Regions from separate parts of the Mus musculus genome. Here all the other regions are linked to region 3. A link is a contact called in public HiChIP or PLAC-seq data. All regions are on one chromosome and are shown on one strand. Each heading gives the region's core, a stretch centred on a gene start, on an enhancer-like site or on the middle of the called end of the contact. The rest is flanking DNA. Distances are from core to core; before and after follow the strand shown. Region 1 overlaps Chchd3 (coiled-coil-helix-coiled-coil-helix domain containing 3). Region 2 overlaps Exoc4 (exocyst complex component 4). Region 3 overlaps Exoc4 (exocyst complex component 4).

What was found. HiChIP or PLAC-seq counts read pairs in DNA pulled down with a chosen protein or histone mark.
Region 1: a FOXA1 HiChIP or PLAC-seq map of pancreatic cancer cells shows a contact between it and region 3. The contact joins two enhancer-like sites. A contact is called at or near these places in 1 of 484 Hi-C or Micro-C datasets (the N1E-115 cell line) and 1 of 115 datasets of contacts at active chromatin or transcription factors (pancreatic cancer cells).
Region 2: a contact with region 3 is called in a FOXA1 HiChIP or PLAC-seq map of pancreatic cancer cells. The contact joins two enhancer-like sites. A contact is called at or near these places in 4 of 484 Hi-C or Micro-C datasets (the G1E-ER4 cell line, bone marrow-derived macrophages and cortical neurons) and 2 of 115 datasets of contacts at active chromatin or transcription factors (microglia and pancreatic cancer cells).

The regions. Positions count from the first base shown.
Region 1 is chr6:32,979,689-32,982,792 of GRCm38.p6, reverse strand. The region is part of intron 3 of Chchd3 (coiled-coil-helix-coiled-coil-helix domain containing 3); the gene reads left to right. Among named protein-coding and RNA genes, the nearest start is that of Chchd3, 79 kb to the left of the region's middle. Within about 2 kb of position 1,327, at least 17 of the 459 cell types and tissues checked have an H3K27ac peak or open chromatin away from gene starts, as enhancers often do. A contact at or near this core is called in pancreatic cancer cells, where this site is marked.
Region 2 is chr6:33,397,996-33,401,037 of GRCm38.p6, reverse strand. The region is part of intron 7 of Exoc4 (exocyst complex component 4); the gene reads right to left. Among named protein-coding and RNA genes, the nearest start is that of Gm38785, 43 kb to the left of the region's middle. Within about 2 kb of position 1,312, at least 14 of the 459 cell types and tissues checked have an H3K27ac peak or open chromatin away from gene starts, as enhancers often do. A contact at or near this core is called in pancreatic cancer cells, where this site is marked.
Region 3 is chr6:33,945,791-33,948,973 of GRCm38.p6, reverse strand. All of the region lies in intron 17 of Exoc4 (exocyst complex component 4), which reads right to left. Among named protein-coding and RNA genes, the nearest start is that of Gm13853, 45 kb to the left of the region's middle. Within about 2 kb of position 1,858, at least 30 of the 459 cell types and tissues checked have an H3K27ac peak or open chromatin away from gene starts, as enhancers often do. A contact at or near this core is called in pancreatic cancer cells, where this site is marked.

The DNA.
Region 1 (3,104 bases), core at 78-2,577, 970 kb after region 3:
AGAAATAAATGAAATTGTGTGTGTAAACGTGTTAAAATATGTGGGTGGCATTAGAGGGTTCTTTGTAAGTAGCAGCTATTATATTAGTAGACAGTGTTATACATGTAAAAATGTACATAATATGTATGACTTACAAGTTTAAAAAATCTCCCGTGCTACAGAGAACACAGTGAACAGAGTAGGGGGTGAAAGGACCACAGAGGTCTGGCGTCTTTTGTTAGAGTGCATTTAAATCATGTTTTGTGAGAAGCTCAGAGCAAAGCCTGAATGTTAAGCCTGCCTCCTGTAGGTTGATTCCCTGTCTGCGTGCTGTAATCTACACATTAGACTTTAAAAACAAAACAAAACTTGATTTGTACTATAATTCAGGCAACTTCTTTTTTTATAAAGTCTTTGATGTGAATTCTGTATAATAATTTTTAATTCTTGAAGTACATTTATAGTTGAACTTTTGAGTCAGAGATAGAAATATCAAGTGAGGATATAGTATAATTCCTGTATCTGACAATACTGTGTTGTAAACTAGGATTTGTTAAGAGGTTAAACTATATGTTAATTTTACACGCAGCAACATTGGTATTAATAATAATAATGGAGGAGTTAGAGAGATGGCTCAGTGATCAGAAGGTATGCTGCTCCTGCAGAAGACCCACTCTTGGTTCCCAGCACTTAGGTCAGTTGGATCACAAATGCCTGTAACTCCAGCTGCAGGGGATCCGACCCCTCCACAGGCACCTGCCCTCAAATGCACATACCCACAGATAGGCGCATGCACACAATTAAAACTAAATAAATCTAAGATAATTAGGGTTGGAACGCTTTGGAAAATGACAGTGATGCTAATGGCCGTGATGGTAGCGTGGCTTCATGGGTGTTTACTTATTTCCAAATTCATAGAAATGTTTATATTAAGTAATGTGCAGCTCTTTTATGTCGATCACATATTAAGTGTCGTGGAGAAAGAGAAATCCTGGTGAGGGAATGCACTGGAGTTATCCTCAAGAGGGTGTCAGCAATTCCACTTCTTTCTTTTTATCTGCATACTTTCACCATCTCTTTTCATGTTTAAGGTGAAAATTAAAATAAAATCCAGTATATGACTTGGTGTGGCATTCAGATCAATTCATTTTTATTAGAATTTGCTTTATTTTTTTTTAAACATGGTTTCAGAGGGACTACTAGAAATAAAGTATCTGCCAAGGAACAACTTGTTGGCTGATGGATAGTGTCAGGGAAGCCTGAAAATTGACTGCTGTGGAGCAGTAGTGGGTGCCGGAGTTGTCGCTGTGCTTCCTCTGCGTGCCAAGGTGACTTTTACTAGATGGGACAGTTGGCTTAGGGCCGGATAGGCCTCGTCAGCACTTCTCACGTTTCCTGAGGGTGCGGAGTTAAGCATTTGAGGCCATCTTTCTTCAGAGGAGACTGATGTGGATTAGAGGCGCGTGTTTAACTAGTGAATCATGGGATTGCACTGTGCCCGACGATACAAATTTGATTCTTAAGAGGCTGCTTATCCTTTGTTGAAGGGGATTCAGGATTAGTTTCGCAGTGTTCCTCTGGAGAGGGATTGTCCTGTTTCCTTACACAGCTTCATTAGACCTGCAGCTTTCCGTTGATGGTCTGAAAGCCATATAGGTCTTTCCTTTCCTCACTTGGTTGTCCTGCATCCTTATGATGTACCCCGCTGCTGCTCTGTCCCTGTGGAACATTGCCTTTGTTTGATTGTGGTCTACAGTTTGTTCTTTGTGTACACAGTGACTTCACAGTGCCTGTAATACATGGGGCCTGTGCTAGAGCACAAGTTTCTTTTTAGAAAAGTGTAGCCAATCAAGAAAAGATGATATACAAACACTATTTTCATAAGCATTAGTTTTCAATTTAGTCCACCCCCATTGCCAGATCAACCCATCCAGTCTTTATTGTGGTTTTATTTTGTTTGATTCAGGGTTTCATTATGTAGTTCAGGCTATCTATACTCAAGTTCCCTGTCCTCTTGCTTCTGCCTCTGCCTTCCACTTTTGGAATCACGGGCTTGGGCCACCACATCTGCCACCTGCACTCTAGCTTTTAATTTATTAACTTTATTCTAAAGTTCTTTAAGTCACTCTTAAAATGTAACGCTATGATTAAGACCTTTAAAAGTGGAAGGGTCCGTGGTCCATTGGAGGTTTGTCACCAGTGTTGCTCATTGTTGAACTGTTTTCTTTTCCCCCTTTCATTTCCTGTCTCATTTCCAATAACAATTTCTTCAAAAAGCCTGAGAGTGGGGTGAGCCAGTGGATTTTTTTTTTGGTGTAGCATAAGAATACACAGAGGTGGACTCAGTTTTAAGGATGCTCCTAAGAGTATGTTTGGGGTCCATCTCTGTCAACTATTTAGGTGGGTGTGGTGTGGGGAGATGGAATGTGGAGACTTTCTCAGTTACAGGTCTGTTGGCTGATCACACACTGCTGGCCACCCAAGGACATGTTTCTTGGCTCTTCAGGTATTTTCAGTGAGGGTGGTACAGAGGTGGGTCTCGGCCCAGATGAAGTAGCAGATGGAAAGAAGGAGAAGCCTCTTTGTCACAGACAGAAGGGGACAGCCCTCCTCAGCGGGAGCAGCTTCTTGCAGGAGGTCTCCACAGTAGCTCACAGGCCACCATCTGTACATTGGTACTTGTTGCCACTTGATCATGAGATGCCACCAGCTTAAGATGTATCTTGATTTCTTATGTGCATATTGTGTGTGATAAGATAGCCTAAGTTCCAGAAGAAGACAAAGGAAGAGTTGGAAGAGAGGTGATAATTAAATGACAGCTTTCTCTGAAGCCAAGGGCAGACTGGAGCCTGTAAATTGAAAGGCTTCTTATTTTTCTAGGCTGGATTGATGAGAAAAGATGCACACGTAGTCATAGATTGTGACAATTTTTAAAATACAGAGAAAAAAATTCTGAGGATAAGAAGAAAATTGTAGAAGTTTTAAGATGGAAAGAATAGATAATTTGTAAAGAAAACAGGATCTGGGTACTAGGCTTTGCCTCTGCAGACCGGAAGCTGGATGATGTCCCAGCAGAAGGACCGAAATCCTGGGGTTCTCTGAGAGTTTCCCTGTGAGGAATTAGG
Region 2 (3,042 bases), core at 63-2,562, 550 kb after region 3:
GTGAGGTGTTTTTCTTAAATGGTACATGACCAAATGGGTGATTACATTCCAGTGAAGTCCACATACACAAGAGTATATGTGCAGAACCAACTATAACCAACTGTTTAAAAAGTCAAAAAGGTATTAAACCAATTTGGATGGTTAAGGAATGTGGAGAGGTGAGTGGAGGGGATGATGACAATCAAAATGCATTACATGGAATCTTCAAAGAATTAATAAAATTAAAAATATAAGAAACAGTAAGAATACTGGAACTGAGATAGGTAGGCTATTACACAAATGACCCTTAAAAACTTTACACTGTATAATAGACCAATACACAAAGGCAATGTAATGAACAATCTCATTTATAGAGAGTATAGAGAAAAAAATAGATATATGGAGTCAAAGGGAAGTTGGTGGTTACCAAAGGTTGAGAAAAAGGAAAAGGAGACACTGGTGATGGTGATTGACAGTTGATGACCAACTTCCTTTCTGAATGACAAACACATTCCAGTTTTAGAAAGTGTTGATAATTGAGAGAATATTAAAATATTAAAAGAAACTAATACTATCTTCTAAAATGATATTTTACTAAAGGTAAATTGTATCTTAACTTTTTAAAATTTCAAATTATTTAAAATTATACAAAAATGTTGGTTCTAATACTCAATAAAATAAATTAACTAACAAAAGGAAGGAAGGAAATTTCATAAACAAATGGAAGGCTGATAATTTCCTAAAGAAATATTTTAAATAATGTTCAAACCATTATTGCAAAGAAGTTTTATACTTGGTTCATTATTTTAGGTCCAAGGAAAACATCATTAAAATTGATTATCACACAACATAAAAAGCCATGTTTCTGTCAATTCTTTCCCTAATAGCCTAAGACTCCATTGTTTCAATACTATTGTACTTATTAAGTCATTATCCTACCCGCTTCTCCTTTATCAGTCTTTCCAACCCAACTATTAATAACCTTGATATTTATCCTGCAGTCATCTCTCCCTTGGTTAGTACTCACCCTGATCCTTCAGCTTTTCTGGGGCATCAATACACCTTCAGTTAAACTGAGATTCATTACACAAAGTATTTAAGTTTTAGCTATCTCAAAATGTTCATACAGTAACGTGAAAGCAGGAAAGGTGAAAGGATAAACAAAAACGAAGGACTATATAATAATCACTGCAAGTAATCTTATCAAAATAGCATTGAGTCCAAAAACACTGTAGAAAACAAGGAAATATATTCAAGTTACAGTGGGTATTTGTGGAACAAACACCAAGTGGCATAGTCATAAAACATACTGTGGTGGTTTGAGCAAGAATGGCTCCACAGGCTGATATATCTGAATGCTTAGTCACCAGGGAGTGGAACTGTCTGAAACAATTAAAAGATTAGGAGGTGTGGCCTTTCTGGAATAAGTGTGGCCTTGTTAGAGAAAATATATCAATGAGAATGGGCTCTGAGGTATCAAAAGCCTATGACAGGCCTGCCTGCCTCTCCCTCTCCCTCTCTGTCTCCATCTCGCTCTGTTTCTCTGTGTGTGTGTGTGTGTCTGTGTGTCTGTGTGTGTGTGTGTGTGTGTGTGTGTGAGAGAGAGAGAGAGAGAGAGAGAGAGAGAGAGAGAGAGAGAGATGTATGATTCAAACTGTAGCTCTCAACCTGCACCACCGTGCCTGCCTTAATGCTCCCATGTCCCCATGCTCCCACTATGATGATAACAGACTAACCCTCTAAAACTGTGAGCAAGCCCACAATTAAATACTTTCTTTTATAACAGTTGTCATGGTCAGGATGTCTCTTCACAGCAATAGAACACTGACTAGTACACAGACAAATACTGATACAGAAAAACTAAATAACTTGATAATTATGTTAAACAAGTTTTCAAGCCCCAATTACGAAAATCAAAGTTTCCTGATTTATAAATCCTGTAAATTTTTGACCACCAAGTTTGTGCATAACTCATCAAAGCTGCCTAAACCACAAGGTTTTTTTAAGAAATGATGAGGGCTCACTTACTAAATATAATAAAATGGTGCATATAGCAGTCACTGATCTCTGAGGGACACATTCAGAGGGACACATGTCAACTGGAGACTCATGCTTATGCCTGCTGAAACAACAGCACTTAGTTGTCCATAGAGAACAAGGTCAAGAGCGAAGGAAGCAAGGAATCGGGGACAACTCTGTCTGAAAGTCCACAGAAGGAAGGCTCCCTTGGAGCTCAGCTTTGTTGGCCTTAACTAGAACTTAATCTACCACATAAGACAACAGAAAGCATGACTGCTCCTCACAGCAGACCAAGTGAATAAAACAGGGAATTTTAAAATCAGGACATTCTCTAGGCTGAGGTTTAATAATCCATAGTCATACAAATCACTGTCAAGTGCAATCCAACACTTCTAAGGACTGCATTTTAAGCTTCCATTAGACTGGAGCACTTTTACGATGATCCTATCAGTCATAAGTTGAGAAGTTAAATACCCTATTTCTCAGACTCTTGAAAGCATCACAGACTGAAAGCAAATAATGAAAACACTAGGTAGTTATGTCTCCCATCTTTTTTCTATAATAAGAAAATAGATTCTCGCCTGAAAAATCTACCAACTGACTTTTCTACTCCTCTTAACCAGAATTATTATGATTATAGCTAGAATAATTTCTCTATCTAGGAACTTCTATATGAAAGGAGCATAATTTCTCTACCTGGGAACTTATATAAGAGGAAGAACAATGGAACAGAAGTTACACTTGCCCTTTGAAAATACATTAAAGAAATATTTGACTGCCAGCATCCTGAATACTAAGTTCCACATGGCAATCAGTGAAGAGGACTGGCAAAAAGATCTCAGGAGACAAGGTATGAAGGTCTATCTATGGTTAGACAGCTCAACTTTAAGGAAATCCTTCCATGTTTGAGAAAAGATGAAACAAACAAGTCCAAGATACAAATATCCTATTTTCCTACTAAATTCCAGGTTAAAATTCTGGCTACATCAAAAATCAAAGCAAAAGTCATTTCCATTCTACTTCTTGCTTTGTTGACAAAAGATG
Region 3 (3,183 bases), core at 609-3,108:
CTCTACGGTCTCTCTACACAGTGCACAGACATACATGCAGGCACATCATGCTCCCATATGAGAAAAATAAAGCAGGAGAACAATGTAAAGAAAGCATCCTAACAGAGGAGGAAGATCGGGGTTGGCCATGACATCGAGCTCTTTCGGTATGTCATGGGTTAGTGTGAAGATGCTATTCTTGGACATTTAAATCATTTCACCTGTAACTGCCCAGATGTTTTCCCAGTCTTACCTGTCCTTGCTGTGTGAAGGTGAACATTCCACATTGTTGTGGGAGCACAGCAGAGTCTGCTATGCCTTGTGTGCATGAGGATTCATGAGAAACCAACGGACTGATGTCACCATGTACACAATTACCGGTTAGTGCTGGGAAGGCACAGGGTAAGGCCTTATTTCTTCATGGACAGAAACAATCCCTAAGTCCCTCAAAGGCAATTATTACAAAAAATTGTTTTACACGAATGATTAGTTTTTCCTTTGAACATTTCCAATCCTGCGTTCTTTTTCTTATATTACTTATATTTATCAGATCTTGCTTCCTTTTAGCCCCTTAGTAGCAGTATCTATTTTTGGGTGTCCCCCACTACCCCAGACTTTCCCAAGGGAGCTGCATCCTTCTTTTCCAGCTGTGACAGGTTCATCTCTGAGTTGCCTCATGGTCCTGACTTCACTGTTTGTCCAGGTTTGTCCAGGATCGACTGAGTCTCACTGCTATTTTCTTTCTTTCTTTTGTTTTTTGTTTTTTGTGTTTTTTTTTTTGCTTTTTTTTTTTTTTTTTTTTTTTTTTTTTTGCTTGAACACGCATTTGATTGTTAGTTCCCTAGCAGGACATGATCAGTGCTCCTGTGCCTGGGAGGGCAATGGGAGTGGTGTGAAAGGTGCCCATAGGTGGAGTTCTCTGGGGGAACAGCTGGGATTCCAACTGTCTGGCCGTTGTTTTCTTCAATCTTGCATTAGAAGGTTATGTATTCTGGAGTGCTGATGCTCTCTATGTATTTCCTAACATGGAACCTTCACAGTAAATGTTGTAATCTTTGTGAAGGGAGGGAAGCAGTATCACGGTCTTTCTTTCCACTCTCACTGTTTTCCTTTCTGTCTTGTGTTGGTAAGCTTTGCATGTGTTCACATCTCCAGGGCTCCAGTGCTCTGGGTTTCAGGAATATGTCTCTGTCTCTGGTTCAGTGGAAACCCATTTCCTGTTTGTTTTCACTTGTGATTCATTCCTGTCTGGCTGTGCAGTCTACCACAGGGTACCTGACATTAATGCGGACCTTGTAGGCATTGTCAAAAGTGTCATGTGAGACACTGTCATATGACACACACACTCCCCCCTCCCAAGACGGTGTCTCACTGCATAGCTCTGGCTAGAGTTCCAAATTGGCAGTAACTTCCCAAATAGTGCTAAAGGAGGAAAGATACTACTTACCTGTGGGACCTAAGTGGCCACACTGGGAGGAGGAAGAGGCTATTGAAGCTACACAGAATAGCTTTTCATTCCAGAAACTAAAGAGACTGTTGGGCCCACTGTGGTAGTCTATGGTAAACTCTTAAACATGCAGGATTCTGTAAGTCCCTAGGTGCTGTCTCATTGACAGCTACCAGATTGCACAGGTAGCAAGGTGACTACCATAGTCCCCCCACCAAAAGGCTGGTGAGCTCAGGCTAGGCTGGTCTTAGCTGGCATCCTATCCTTTCTGGGAAAGTGATAATGAATTCTGCCAGGAGAGGGTGTTAGATGGCTCTGAGCCTGGCAGGGTGACAACATCTGCACCTTGATGTGGCATGGAGAGGTGCCAGTCAGCCCCATTAGCAGCAGGAAGGCGGTGGCAGGGGCAACAGCTTGTATGTGATGGTGATGACAGCCACAAACAGTGAGACTGGGCTGGGAGCCTCAGACACTGAGACAGTCACTGGGCAGTGACAGCAGCTGTAGCCACAGGAGAAAGTGCTGACAGACACAGGCCACACATGCCTAATGCCTTAATGTAATAGAGCAAAATTGCTTTCTATACATAAGATATTGCTTTCGAGGTGATGTGGTTATAAAGAAAGACTTCAGCAAGTTCAAATATGCTCTCTGTCAAGGAGCCGTTTTCTGATTTCAAAGGCAAAAGACCTAGGAAGCCTTTGTTTCTATCTCTGTATTGCCAATCCCCAGCCTTACCTTTCAGAGAGTTAACTTTTTTCTAGGAAAGTCAGTGTCTGTAGCAGGATATGTTCTTTGTTGTTGTCGGTGGCGATAAAGAGTCCTAGACCATATTCCCAGAATGCTGTGGTCACTGGGGGATCACGCACAGAGCATTTTATGCCATGCCTATAAACTCACTTGTTAAAATGACCATAGATAGCTGAGAGATTCAGCAACAGATGAAAACGTACAACACAAAGCATTGCAAACAGGAAACAAAGGAATTCCATCACACTTCCTCAGCACCTTGAATTTGATGGAGCTAGTCATACAGGGGAGAATTCCTTCATTTGCAAATAGGATTTCCCGTTCTAGTGTGAGACAGTTTTCCAGCTTTGAGGAGCTGCCCATCAGACTTTGAACTAGGGACAGCCGCCCCACTCTCCCAAGTTCAAAGCACTCTTCCTTTAGCTGTAAGTTGCACTGTCCTAATTAGCTCTACAACAATAGTACCGACCTTACCAGGATTCCTGAAAAGATTCCCTCATTTCCAGACTCTGCCTGCCTTGCCTCAACAATGCAGGTTTGTGCTCCCCTCCCCAACTCTCTGCAGGGTGGGAGTGGGGCAGAATAGTTGCTAATCACTCTCAGTTTCTGTTCCTTTTGTTTTTTCCAGGTAATCAGCTTTATCAAGATAAACTTTTCCTAACACACCACTCCCCATCTCAGGTATTCCATACACCAGGGGTTTCCATATTTAAAGTATGTGGGCTTATCACCACAGTGAATTTTACATTTTTATTTTCTTAAAAAGAAATCCTGTATTCTTCATCACCCTGCCTCCAGTTCCCAACAAGCCCTATGCAAGCACTAGTTTACTTTCTGTCTCCTACACGGTGTTTCCTATTCTGGTCTTTTTATAATTGGAGACATGTAGTCTCTTTAAAAACTCATTTAGAATAATATTTCATAAATCCTTCATGTGCATACAGAATCTATTAGTGATTCAGTCTTATCACACCACAAATTGTGATGTATGGCTATGTTATATATGA